Regions from separate parts of the Zea mays genome. Here region 1 is linked to region 2. The links are chromatin contacts, called in public Hi-C maps. All regions are on one chromosome and are shown on one strand. The core of a region is the stretch at or near the end of the contact, and the rest is flanking DNA. Distances in the headings are between cores, read along the strand shown. Region 1 holds the start of LOC103635604 (cell division protein FtsZ homolog 2-1, chloroplastic). Region 2 holds the start of LOC103635602 (protein TRANSPARENT TESTA 1).

Region 1 (2,931 bases), core at 310-2,809, 230 kb before region 2:
GAGAGAAATATGCGGCCAAGGCATGGGATGCGGCGTCGTCTGCTCGTGGCCGGAGAACGGGCGGACGCGCTGACCTCGTTGGGCGTGGCCATGGCAGGAATAATAATTATGTAAAGACACAGGGAAGCTTGGCCGCGGTTCATGGCCGATTCTCTCCCGTTCGACGAATGATAAATGTGTCTCCTCAAACATAAAATACATTAAAATACATGAGAATATATTAGAAAAGAAAGAGCGTGCGGTAAATGGCAGTATAATCAATTAGGTGATGTCTATAGTCCCATTTTGCAAAACAAATGTTATAAATGGTATTATTGTGAAGCATTATGTTTGAAGTCCTAAATATGCAATTGTCTCCTTTCCTAACTTGGTGGCGCTATCATTTAAGCAAGGGAGATAATTGGATTTTTGCCACTCACAATGTTGTCTCCTTGTTATAATTAACACTGTGTCTATGAATTGTGGGTCCAGCTGGGTCTATAAAATGTGGGTCTAATGGCAATTTTACAAACCTGTTTCTTGCTGATGGCAAATATCAGAATCTCTCTTTAGCAAGTGTTTGGTGTGGTTATAGTTCATACTGCATACTTTGAAATGAAATAATTTGAACGGAACGGACCAAACGAATGAACTAATAATACATTACAACAAAATGGAATTGAACTAACAACACATGACAGAGTCGAATCGAGGGTAAAATACACATAAATGGATCCGGAAAAATCCGCATGTTGTGAGGGCGTTATGATGGCCACCGAACCTTACACTAAAACACAGTGGGGTCGTACATTATTCTATTTAGAGAGGCTCGATAGGGGAACTACAGCAGGCAATCAAATATTTCAAGAATAACCCCAATCTCCACCAAAAAATTGTAGACATAGAGGTAAGGCCAGTATTTGGGAACGGGTCAAAATGGATTTATTACTGGTAAAAAGTCGCTTATTTTACCTGAACTGTTTCACTGGAAGAAGAGTGGGGGATGTGTGCGGCGCAGACGCAGGACACCGGAGAGACGCCGCCTATGGACGGCAAAGTCGGCAGATCCTCCCAGCGCTTTTATAGAGGAGACCAGATGGATTCTGAAGGTGGGAGATCCGGCCGCCAAGGTTTAGCGAACAGACGAAGGGTTTCCGCGCCCACCGCCCAGGGAGGGCAGGGACTCGGCGAGGTTTTCGGCGAGTAGACGATGCCAACGGGCGGAGCCAAGCCAAGCCAAGCCAACGACTCGGACACTCGGTGAGTTGGTGAGCGCTGGCTGAGTGGCCAAAGCCCAACGGCTGAACGGCGACACGAGGATTCCAATTTTGTCTTTTCTTAAAAAAGAAAAAGGAAAGGTTTAAAGGGAAAAAAAGGAAAAAAGTTGCGACTAGATGCCTGGAGCTCATGGGCCATAGAGCGGCCGAGTGAGCACAGTCCAACGCTCTGATAGGCCGTGCTTGGCTGGGCCTCACCTAGGGCGGGCGACTGTGCGAGTCACGTTGGCACGACATGATGGACTGGTATGTCACACCAACCTCGCCTCGCCTCACACTGGGGAACCGCAAGCACCCACCATTGTCCACAACTCCACATGTCTGACCGAATTTTTTGTTTTTTAGCCCCTTTCGAGTCAAAAATTTACGTTTGGACCCCCGAAAATTTTATTTGCACGTTTGGACCCGAAGCTCGGCGCCACAGCCTGTGGCGCCGAGGTAACACAGCTCGGCGCCACAGCTTGTGGCGCCGAGCTTCGTGACGTGGCAGTCCCGCGTGGCACCTAGCTCGGCGCCACAGATCTTGGCGCCGAGCTAGGAAAAAACCGAAAACTGCCTTCTCTCTGCGCGCGTTTCTTCTCTTTCTACCCATTCGAAATCACCGCCGCCGCCTTCCCCAGGTCCGGCTCGCCGGCGCCCGCCCGCCCCGGCCACGCTCCGGCTCGCCGCCGCGAGCCCCGCCCGAGTTCGCCCGAGCTCGCTCGCCGCCCGAGGTCCGCCCGAGCTCGAGCTCCGCCCGCCCCCGCCACGCTCCGGCCGCTCGAGCTCCACCCGAGCTCGCTAGCCGCCGCCCGCCCACTGCCGCCCCGAGCTCGCTCCCCACGCCGCCTAGTCCCCGCCCACTGCCGCCCCGAGCTCGCTCCCAACGATCGGCCACCGCCCGCTCCGGCCCCGGTAGCTCCCGCAAACACTGCTGTCTAGTATTTTTTTTTAATTTCTTAGTTTGTAAACTAGTAGTAATTAGTTAGGTATACACTTATTTATTGTTTAGTAAATAGTTAGATATTTTATTGTTAGTGTTTATTAAAATAGTTAGCTAGTTTGTTGCGTAGTATATTGTTAGTGTTTAGTAAATTCTTAGTGATTATATAGTTACCATTTTGTTTAGAGCATTGATATTACATGTTTTCTGTGTTGGCAACCATCGTGTTGTCGTTTATTCGCAGGTTCTATAAACATCACTTTACAAGGGAGGTGCTGCCAAATTTTTTACTGACAATTGGTATTTTTTTACGTAGGTGTTCGTCCGACTTGACCTTCTCCACCGTTAGCTGGAGTCGTACGCGTTCTCAGGTATACATAGTTTTCGTACATTATTTATAGATTATGTAATTTCGTTTGATGTGTTCATTTAATATTTACTGTATAGTTATTAGTTAATATATATTTATTACTTAGTAAGTTAGTAGGCTTAAGTATGTAGCCATTATTGAGTTAGTAATCCATTTTTGCAATAGATGGACAGCCTAGTAACACTATACCATGGAGGAAGGGTGGAGATAGATGCTTATGGGAGTGTTACTTTTGATGGTACGAAGATCGTGACCATGTTGTTCGTTGAAAGACCAACTTTTGACCAGCTTTTGGCTCGAGCTTGTGAGGAGATTAGTTGTGACATAAACGACCCTAGAATATCAATTCAGGGTTTGTTGTCCCATATTACATATGGAACAGT
Region 2 (2,742 bases), core at 39-2,538:
GCTTTTGGGTAGGACGGTGTTGTTGATTGTAGCTCGATGGTTCGTGCTAGGAGCACGAGAGAGAGAGGTGATTTTTTATAGGTTCAGGCTGCTTTGAGAGGCGTAATACCCTATTTCCTAGGGTGACTATGTATGCGTAGTGGGTTACAAGTGACGTCTCCTAAATGGAGAAGGGCCGATGAGATGAAAATGATGGGGTTCCCCCTAGGCCTTATATACACGACCATGAGACACTCCCTACATACATGGTGATCACATTCTTCTAGTATATCTCCTAACTAATAGCGAACCGACTTAGCTTATCTTAAGGAGAACCTGCCGAGTCCATCCTGGTCTATCCCTGACGTTCAAGGGCGCCGGGCGTGGGAAAGTCGGACGGTTCCTTGAGATTGCGCATAATCCACGGACGATCCGGGTACGGGCCCATCGCCTTCTTGAGTCGGCACATTTCACTTGCGGTCCTTTTTCCGGCCCAGTCAAGACGACCTTGTGGGACAACTGGTATGTGGCCCCCAAGCAAGGGTCTTTCACCTCCTAGTGGACTCGAGGGATATCTGTCCCCCACAGTACCCGACGCTGTACTCATCATATCAACCATATATCTTAGAAATCATAACTAATAGCAATAGGTTTATCAATCAAAACTAATTAATCAAAATCATACTACACAATATACGTAACAAACGAATCAGTGACATATTATACCTTCGTCTTTAATCTATACGGATCAAATCAAAGTTTTCAATCTCGAATACGAAGATTGCAGCACCTCTCGGTAGTATGGATGAAGAGGGAAATGAGGGTGGGAAATGGTCGGGCGTAGCTCTCGGCCAGGGAAGGATCAATTTATAGTGCTTTCTAGCTCGGCGTCAAGATCTGTGACGTGAAGCTAGGGTGTCATGTCGGCACCGCGTCAGTCATACCGTACCAACGCAACATGTATCTTAGCGACACGGTCTGTGATGCTGAGTAGAGGGTGTAAAAACGACATTAAGCCTTACGTGTGTCTAAACATCATTTTTTTAAAAAAAGGCTAAAATAAAAAAAAATCGCGCTAACTGGCTCCTGCTGGCCGTGTCTATCGTGCTCTAGGCATCACATACCGTCGGCACGCGACACCGATGCCCAGATTTCGCCGCTCTCACCGTTCACACGCGACAGCACGCTGCCTGCCTTGCTCACCTCGTGTCTTCGCGTGCGTGCGTCGACGACACCGGCCGCGTACGTAGTACCTGAGCCCTTCCAACCTTGAAAAGGCCGCGCGCGCACCGCACGCTCCAAAAGGGCGCCACCGCCATATAAGGAGAGCAACACCAACGGCGCACCAACCTCACCACTTCCATCTCCCTCTCGCCGGCCGGCCGGCCGCACACCCCTCGCCCGTTTCTTCCCGGCCGTGGCATGCACGCCTTGACATAGACGCCCCTCTCGTTCCTTCTTCTCCACACTACCAGTCACCAGACCCGGTACATACCCCAGGCCGCCCGCGGCTAAGACATAAAGCAGCGCACACTTGCGCCGCCGATCGAGGCATATCGTACAGGGCGACCGAGGGAGCAAACTGACCCGTCTATGGTGTTGAGGGCTTGCGCAATGGAGGGCACTTTCGGCGTGCCGTATTACGAGTGGCTCAAGCCGCGGTCCTCCTCTTCGACGCCGCCGCCATCGCCGTCGTCCTCGTCTACGTCCTCGACGACAGTCTCAGCACCATCGATCGACCAACTAGCCGCCGCCGCTGCCGATGTCGTCGTCCATGATGAGCGCGACGCCATGATGTGCTTGCCGCTTCTTGGCAGGCTTGAAGGGAGGGCGACGACTCGTGATCTTGGCCATAATCCGATCAAAGAAGAGGAGGCCGCCGGTGTTGACCTGAGCATCGGCCTGCCGGCGCCGGTAACTGGCGCCAGCGGCTACTGTTCTGAAGCGGCGCCTTCGTCGCCCGTGGACGAGGATGAGGATCTCGAGGAGGAAGAGGACGAGAAGGCAAGGAAACGTGACAGTGACGAGTGCAAGGTGGAAGGAGCAGGTGGAGAGCGATATCGCAGTGAGATGGTGGTGGTGTCCGGTGAGAGACCGGCCGATTACATGCGTGTGGGTGGGGAGGAGGGCATCGTCGGCAGCCGCGGCCGGCGGTACTGGATCCCGACTCCGGCGCAGATACTCGTCGGCCCGGTGCAGTTCATCTGCCATGTCTGCAGCAAGACTTTCAACAGATACAACAACATGCAGGTAACTTAGCTCATACATATATACCACCAATTTGGATTTTTAGTGCGCGGTTTTAATTGCCATCTCTCTCTCTTTTTTCTCAACACCCCCTTCCTCAATAATCAGAGTTATTTTCTGTTTCCAATTGTGTCGAATGCTTTCTCTTTTTTTCGCAAAAGGAAAGTTGCATGTGAAGGCTTCGCGTACAAGTGCTACTTGACTTCATTTAAATTAACCATTTGATTAATTAGTTAGCACTCTCAAGTGAGAGGGACAGAAAGTGCATTTAATTATGGTCACCAGTCCCCAGCTGCGCCTAAAAATTGAAGCATGTGGATCATGCATATTCCAAAGAAATTTGCACATGAGCTTTCCAATTGGGAAAGTAGCTATATGTTGCCTCGTCTTGCAGCGCGCGATCTGAAACATGCGATCGAGGTGGCCATAGGGCAAGCTGTGCTCGTAGAGTGTGTAATAAACTGAGCATGCATATGCATAGTAGAGACTAGAGAGACCAACAAAATGGCTGGCAGT

What was found. Hi-C and Micro-C count contacts between places; a contact is called where the count stands out from the background.
Region 1: a Hi-C map of tassel shows a contact between it and region 2, with 4 times the contacts expected there. The contact joins the promoter of LOC103635604 here to the promoter of LOC103635602 in region 2. A contact is called at or near these places in 6 of 25 Hi-C or Micro-C datasets (bundle sheath, ear, endosperm and 3 more).

Annotation. Positions count from the first base shown.
Region 1 is chr8:100,878,847-100,881,777 of Zm-B73-REFERENCE-NAM-5.0, reverse strand. It overlaps LOC103635604 (cell division protein FtsZ homolog 2-1, chloroplastic), which reads right to left and starts at 1,559. Exons shown (of 8, transcript XM_008658017.3): 1 at 952-1,559.
Region 2 is chr8:100,648,897-100,651,638 of Zm-B73-REFERENCE-NAM-5.0, reverse strand. It overlaps LOC103635602 (protein TRANSPARENT TESTA 1), which reads left to right and starts at 1,288. Exons shown (of 2, transcript XM_008658016.2): 1 at 1,288-2,229. The coding sequence starts at 1,573.